2 separate regions of the Zea mays genome follow, and region 2 is linked to region 1. The links are chromatin contacts, called in public Hi-C maps. All regions are on one chromosome and are shown on one strand. Each heading gives the region's core, a stretch centred on a gene start, on an enhancer-like site or on the middle of the called end of the contact. The rest is flanking DNA. Distances are from core to core; before and after follow the strand shown.

What was found. Hi-C and Micro-C count contacts between places; a contact is called where the count stands out from the background.
Region 2: a contact with region 1 is called in a Hi-C map of leaf, with 5 times the contacts expected there. The contact joins the promoter of LOC103655902 here to the promoter of LOC100281010 in region 1. A contact is called at or near these places in 5 of 25 Hi-C or Micro-C datasets (ear, endosperm, leaf and 1 more).

The regions. Positions count from the first base shown.
Region 1 is chr4:216,782,050-216,785,570 of Zm-B73-REFERENCE-NAM-5.0, reverse strand. LOC100281010 (tubulin alpha-6 chain) reads left to right here and starts at 1,994. Exons shown (of 3, transcript NM_001153929.2): 1 at 1,994-2,612. The coding sequence starts at 2,247.
Region 2 is chr4:216,929,670-216,932,927 of Zm-B73-REFERENCE-NAM-5.0, reverse strand. LOC103655902 reads right to left here and starts at 2,000. Exons shown (of 2, transcript XM_020552321.2): 1 at 1,915-2,000; 2 at 1-1,209. The coding sequence starts at 2,000. The coding sequence ends at 459. It overlaps LOC100274044, which reads left to right and starts at 1,984. Exons shown (of 8, transcript NM_001148425.2): 1 at 1,984-2,226; 2 at 2,375-2,496. The coding sequence starts at 2,166.

The sequences.
Region 1 (3,521 bases), core at 745-3,244:
CAGCAGCGTGGTCGCGAGGTCTCGATGTTGTAGGATGTTCAACGGATGCTTAGGTGTTCTCTCCATGCGCCTATGGGGTCCTTTTATAACCCCAAGGACCAAGAGAGTCGTTTCTTCTTGGTTTGGAATTCCCTAATTGCCTTCTACGTGCGGGTGCATCAGACTGTCCGGTGCACACCGGACAGTGAACATTGCAGGATTTCTTTCCTTCTTTGGCGAAGCCAACCATTGCTAGTCGTTGGCCCCATGGCACGCTGGACAGTCCGATGGCGCATCGGATAGTCCGGTGCGACCTGGCGACTATTGGCTCGGTAGACGTGGCAGCCGTTGATCGCGCGGTCGAGTGTTGGCCAAGCATGCGGCTGGCACACCGGACAGTCCGGTGAATTATCGCTGCGACGCCTCGGCGAATTCCCGAGAGCAGTCTATTCACCGGCTTGGCTAGCCTAGGCACCGGACACTGTCCGGTGCACCCCAGTCTGGTGCAAGTTTGGTCAAACTTAGCCAAACTTCTCCATTCTAGTTTGTCTTGACTTGAGAAGTTTCCTAGCACTTAGATGAACATAGTTAGCAACAAAAACAATTTACTAAGTGCTAGATTCATACCTTTGTTTCTCCATTTCAATAGGATTTGCAATGTACTCATATGTCTCTCAATTTACCTTTCTTTATACATGTGCTCATACTTTCAGGAAGCATGACAGTTCAAGATGATGTGCTGGGCACTTAATCACCAAAACACTTAGAAATGGTCAAAGGGCACATTTCCCTTTTAACATAGCATATTGTAAGATAGCAAATTGAACTCTAAAGTAGATGTATATTATAATTTTTGTTTAATTTTATATTGATTTGATATAATCAATTTAATTTACATCTAAATATTGCTCCTAATGGTGAAGGATTCCCGATGAGGATAAATTCCAAACAGTGACACTGACGGAGAGAGAGAAAAAGCTCTGCCATGAGCATTTGCGGGAATGGAAACACAAAGTTTTTCTCTCCCACAAGAACATGAATACAATGGCGAAGTTATAGCAAATTTAAGGAGGGTCTTTGCAGGTGCAAAATAAATTTTTCTAGGGGTGCATATATAGTGAAATTTTAACTAAACGTATAAAATTTGTATTTTTATGGGGCGCATTTGCACTCTCTAAATATAATCTTGCTTCATCCCTATATAGATAAGGAGTCATTCTCCGATAAAAGATTCTCCGTTGCCATCATTAGCTAGATGTTCCCTAATTAGGCTTCACAAGAAGGTGCATGATTTGTACTAATGCTAGAAATATTGACCGGTCTTTCTAGGTCAACACGGACACGACATAAAATTAGAAGCTCAAAACATGGTGCAACATGAAGTTACATTGCAGGGCTAGCATGACACAAAGACAGTGCTGGGTCATCCCTAAATTTTTAGCATGTTAGGCCGGTCCAACACGAAAAAGTTCACTGTGTTTAGTTTTTTTAATTTTAGTAAATTATAGACTTTATATTGTTGTAATATTGGACTTTATATGTGGACCAGATTTTAGCTGACACGATACGACGAAGGTATGACATGCTTTTGAATCGAACTAGACTAATGTTTTTACTATTTGGACTGACATGACCGGACTCAAAAAGCTATGTGGCTTTTTATCTCGTATCTATTTAACCCTATTTAACTTGAAGCATAATAGATGTGGGCGGAGCCGGACTAGTTGGCCCCAATTTCCAGCACTAATTTACAGCTCGTACCAAGAGATTGCGTCTCGTAGAGAAGATGCTGCATGTCGTTGCCGGGTTGAGAATGGAGACGAGAGCAAGCAGCCAACGTTGCTGCACCCTGCTACATGCTGACATGCACAAGGAAGTGTCGGGGTCGTGCACGGTTTCCTTTCTCGGCACAAGCTTCGACGACACCTAACACGAATGGCCACACCTGCTGGCTGGCTGGCGTGCACGCTTCAGATTTTTTTTTGTTTTACGGAAACTCTCGAGCTCCCTGAGGGCCAGCTGTACACGTGTCCCGCCCACCGCCTCCCGTGCTCCCGCCGGCCGCACTCCTCTTACTCTACACGCCACAACTTCCTCCGTCCCCAGCCGCACGAGCTTTCCGCGGGATCCCGGCCCTCCATTGCGCGTCGTCCCCCGACCCGACGGCCAGATCCCCACAGCTGCCGCCAAGCGAGCCCGGTCCGACTTGGCCTCTCCCCCGCCAAACAACGCCTCGACGCGACGACCCAGCCCAGCCCCGCGCCGCGATGGCCATGACCGTGATCCGCCTCGCCGCCATCCGCCCGCCGTCGGCCTCTTCCTCCGCCGCGTCCCCGTCGCTGTGGCCGCCCGCGCGGCTGCGCCTCCGCGTGAGGTGCCGCGCCGGCGGGGACGGAGGGATGAAGAAGGAGGAGGGGGAGGCCGAGGCGCCCGAGTCGCTCTTCGCCAGGGAGCTCCGGCGGCGTGGGATGGCGCCGGGGGCCGCCGCGCCCGCGGGCGCTAGCAAGGAGGCCGAGGAGGGGGCGCCGGAGGCCGGGGCCAAGCGCGGGGTGGCGGCCACCGAGTTCGAGCGCGGCGCCGCGGCGGACGGCCAGCGGGAGCGCTCCATGGCGCTCAACAGCGAGGGCCTCGAGGTGCGCTTGCCCCGCCCCCCGCTTTCTCTCTCTCTCGCGCGCGCCCCATGGACAAAGTTGGCCTTTCCTGAGGTGGAAATTCTCGATCTTCTATAGCACGGCAAGGAAGTGTCCATGGACAAAGTTGAACGAGGCACGAATGGGATACGGTGTTGTACTAGTAATTGAACTGAAAAACTGAAACGTGAGCGGCTTGGCATAATCTGTGCCTGATCTGCCCAAACTTTTAACTAATCACTAATCAAGGAAAGGAAGTAGTGGTGATTGTTGTTCTGTCATACTGGTGCTAGTAGGCAGAGATGCACTGTTGTCAAAGGGGCGAGGTGGTGTTTGAATGCACTAGAGCTAATAGTTTAGCTGGAGGCATCTAAACATCCTATCTAATATTTCAATTATTAGCTATTTTTAAGTAAACTAGGTAATAGTCAGCTAGCTGATTCTAGTAGCAATTTTTTTAGCCAACTAATTATTAGCTCTAGTGTATTCAAACACCCTCAGAGGCAAACTAGGCTTCTTTGTGTGATTCTATTGATACTTCCTCGTCAAGGTCGCTCTGGATTGTAGGGAAAATTTGTCAATTTCCTTAGCAGTGCTCTTATCCTTTTTGGTAAGTAAATTGTCATTATGGTGTGTGTTAGAGCATTGTCAGGATTACTGGGGCCTCATTAGTACAACTTTTGCTCAGTTCTGTGTTAATAGTTGAACACATGCCCATGCACATGTTTATTATTTGTTAAACAGTTGTGTTCAGAAGAATAATCCCCTGTGCCAACTATCTACTCAGCAATACTATATGATAAATCAGATAATCAACAGCCGTTGTTCTGTCTTCACCTTACCATTTTTTTACTGAAGAATTTTTGTTTAGTTCCGGCTATCAGATCAGTAACAATATGATGATAAAATAAT
Region 2 (3,258 bases), core at 751-3,250, 150 kb before region 1:
AACCCTTCTCTATGTGTCCAAACTGAAAGCACCTTTTGCACTGATATGGTCCTCTTTTCCCAGCCTCACCACTAGCCTTGATTCTCTTCTTTCTTGGTCTACCAGCAGGTCTTTCTAGCTTTGGAGGAATCATTTTAAACCCGAGGTCAAATTTTGGCCAATGAGTCTAATCACCCAATGGAGCAGCTGTATACTGGTAAGTTAATTTGAACCTCTCTACAGAATAGTAGTCATCTACAAAGTTCTCAATGTTAAGTTTTTTAAGCTGACAAAATAGAGCTATTGCATGAGTGCATGGTTTTCCAGAAATCTGCCATTGTCCACAACCACAAGTTCTTTTCTCAATGTCAACAGGAACTCTCCAATTCTTACCTTCTTTTGTTATTCCAGATATCTCAGCAGACATTGCACCAGTCCTCATGATTCCATACTGCAGCCCTCGGCTCTTCATGTTCAACTCATGCAACACACTTGCTAGGATACGCCCTTCCATTCTGTTGGATATCAAAGTCTCTGAATTCTAGAGCAGCCCTCTTTCTTTTGTGTACATCGACTGGATCAATGACTACATGTTCCGTACGTTTAAAGTACCTCCACTCTTCATCTACTCCTACAGGCTCGTCTCCATCAGGATCACACCCAATAGTTCTGAAATGCTCCTCCTCCTCCTCCTCAAGTATTGGTGGCCCTCCAATTGTTTCCCCATATTCAGGTACTTCTGCCCATGTAAATCCTCTATCATGTACCTCCAAATTATGGTCCATTGCAATAGGCATCGCCTCCTCTTCCATGTTCACTATAGTAAGCATCTCCTCCTCTCCTATATTTACTGCAGTAGGCATCTCCTCGTCTCCTATATTCACTGCAGCAGCAGCCATCTCCTCCTCTCTTACATTTTGCTCACGGCTACCGACTACCATGAACAACTTCACTACTCTGGATGTCCTTAACAAGTCAAGTAGTTGTGCATCTGAAGCCAACTTGCATGTCAGACTACCCTCTCCTGTTAGAACCCAGAAATTTGCCTGCTGTTCACTGGCCCATTTAAATTCTGAAGCAATATCTTTCTCTAGATCAATGATAGAATATGTTTCTGAATCAACAACATAGCTTACTGGCCTACCCCGGTTATACTCCTTTCTACCATCTCGTACACTGAAGTAAGAATTGACAGTGACCTCAACTCTACATGCACTAGTCGGATCAATCCTGCAATAGCAATGGCAAACACATAGAAGGGAGAACAAATGTAAGTAGCAACTGATGACAATTCCAGTCCTAAATGAATCAATTTATTCTGTACAAATTTATTCCCCCTCACAAACAGTAACTTTTGTACAATTTACAAGAAATTGCAAAGATTCAACAAAGAGGAAAAGGATATTATCCTTCAGGAACCTCAGAAGTATCCATGCGCCTCAATTTCAGATCGATTCCTGAGCACTACAAGAGAGAAGAAAATCCTAGGATTTAGAACTCCCAAAGCAAGGAAGGAAGATGAGGGAGAACGGGAGAAAGGTGCATACTGCGTGGGGTGGAGGACGCCGCTGCAGCAAAAACTTGGGTGGCCGCGGGCGAGCGCGCCGCCTGGAAGGCCGCGAGCAGCTCGTCGCCTATCGGGCCTCTGCTCCTTTCTCGCCTCACGCGAGGGAGTCGTATTCTGGCCTGGGGCCAAGGAACGGAGGGGAAAAACTAAAGCCAGGGGTAAAATTGGTATACTCTAATTGTTGATCGTTCCAAATAAAAAAAAACCCATTGATCCGATTGACGGAAGGGAACGGAATGCTATAAATCTCTAACGTGCAATCTTTCCATGGTAAATATCTAAGTGTGAATCTTTTGCTGGTAAATTTCTATACATGTGATCTTTTAATGGTATGTATCAAATTTTGCCTTAAACATATAAAAGGGTACGTGAGAACTGAGGCAAAGATGTAAGCCCGGTTGACACTCCCCATCAGAGAGCCCTCTTGACGCCAGCCCACTCCCAGCTCAACCATTTCCAGCCTCAATTAGCCGAGGCCCGGCCCATTCCTTGCCCACGTCATCTTTCTGTCTCTCCCTCTCATCGCCGCGTCACGCACAGCCGCCGCCGTCGTGCGCGTGTGCCGGAACGGCCGCGTGGATCCTCCGCCCCGTCCCAGCGGCGACTTGTCCGTGCGAAGATGCTGGGGTTCTCGACCGGACAGCTGCTGGTCGTCCTCGGGGCCTGCTCCGTCATGATGAGTGAGTAATCAAACTCCGCGCGCTATTTCCGCTTCGGCCATTCGGCGGCGGCTGTCGATGGCGGCGACTGACGGGAAGGCGATGGCGGGATCGGCACGTTTTGGAACTGATGTTTCGGTCTGACCCCGATTCCCTCGCTTTTGTTCAGAGCCCAGTGATATGGTGAAGATTGCGAGGACGGCCGGGCGGATGACTGGAAGAGCGGTTGGGCGGCTCATAGTGGCTCGCCGGCAGCTGGACGAGATTCTGGGCCAGTCTGCAGCCACCCAGGTATATTCTGAGTACACCCTTTTCTCGCCATGATCCTGTGAAAATGCTGTGAGTTGTATGTGTTGCGGTGATGGTGAATTTCACATAGGTTAATTGGCCTTATGGGGATGGCATTGACTAATATCTGAGCAGACCCTGTGTGCAAGCGTGCAATCACGTCTTCTAGTCCCTATAGGGATAGTAATGTTTTTTCTTTTTTCACTCGTCAATCTGCTGAATTTTAAACAGCATTTGCGCATTAATGTTTTAGCGTCCAGTTTTCTGATTGGGTTCATATAGTTTCATCTGTACATAGATTTCAGTAGTTCTGAAAGCAAAGGAAATTCAACATTAGCCAATAGCCACCAATACAGCCTAGGATAATCAGTCACGGTATAGTTTCTAGTTATTTTGATGAATAATATTCATTGTTGCTGCACATGTTGTTAGTGGACTGATTCCTCCTCTGTAATTGCGATCAGTATTTCAATTGATGGATTGATTGTGGCATTGTTATTAAAACGTCGCTTAAACGTCGTTTAAGCGTCGTTTAAACGACAAAACGTGATTAAAAGTTGAAACGTCCGAACGTTTTACCAAAATGGAGTAGAACGTCCGTTTCACGCATTTAAACGACGCTTAAACGTCCTCTGTGCGTTTTAAGACGTTTTACTTGCGTTTAGGACGTTCTACTCGTTGTGGGCTTTTCCTTTCCTGGGCCAAAAGATGGAAAAACCCTAAGTTCCTAACGCCTAAGCCTTCCAGTCGGTCCATCCCCAGCAG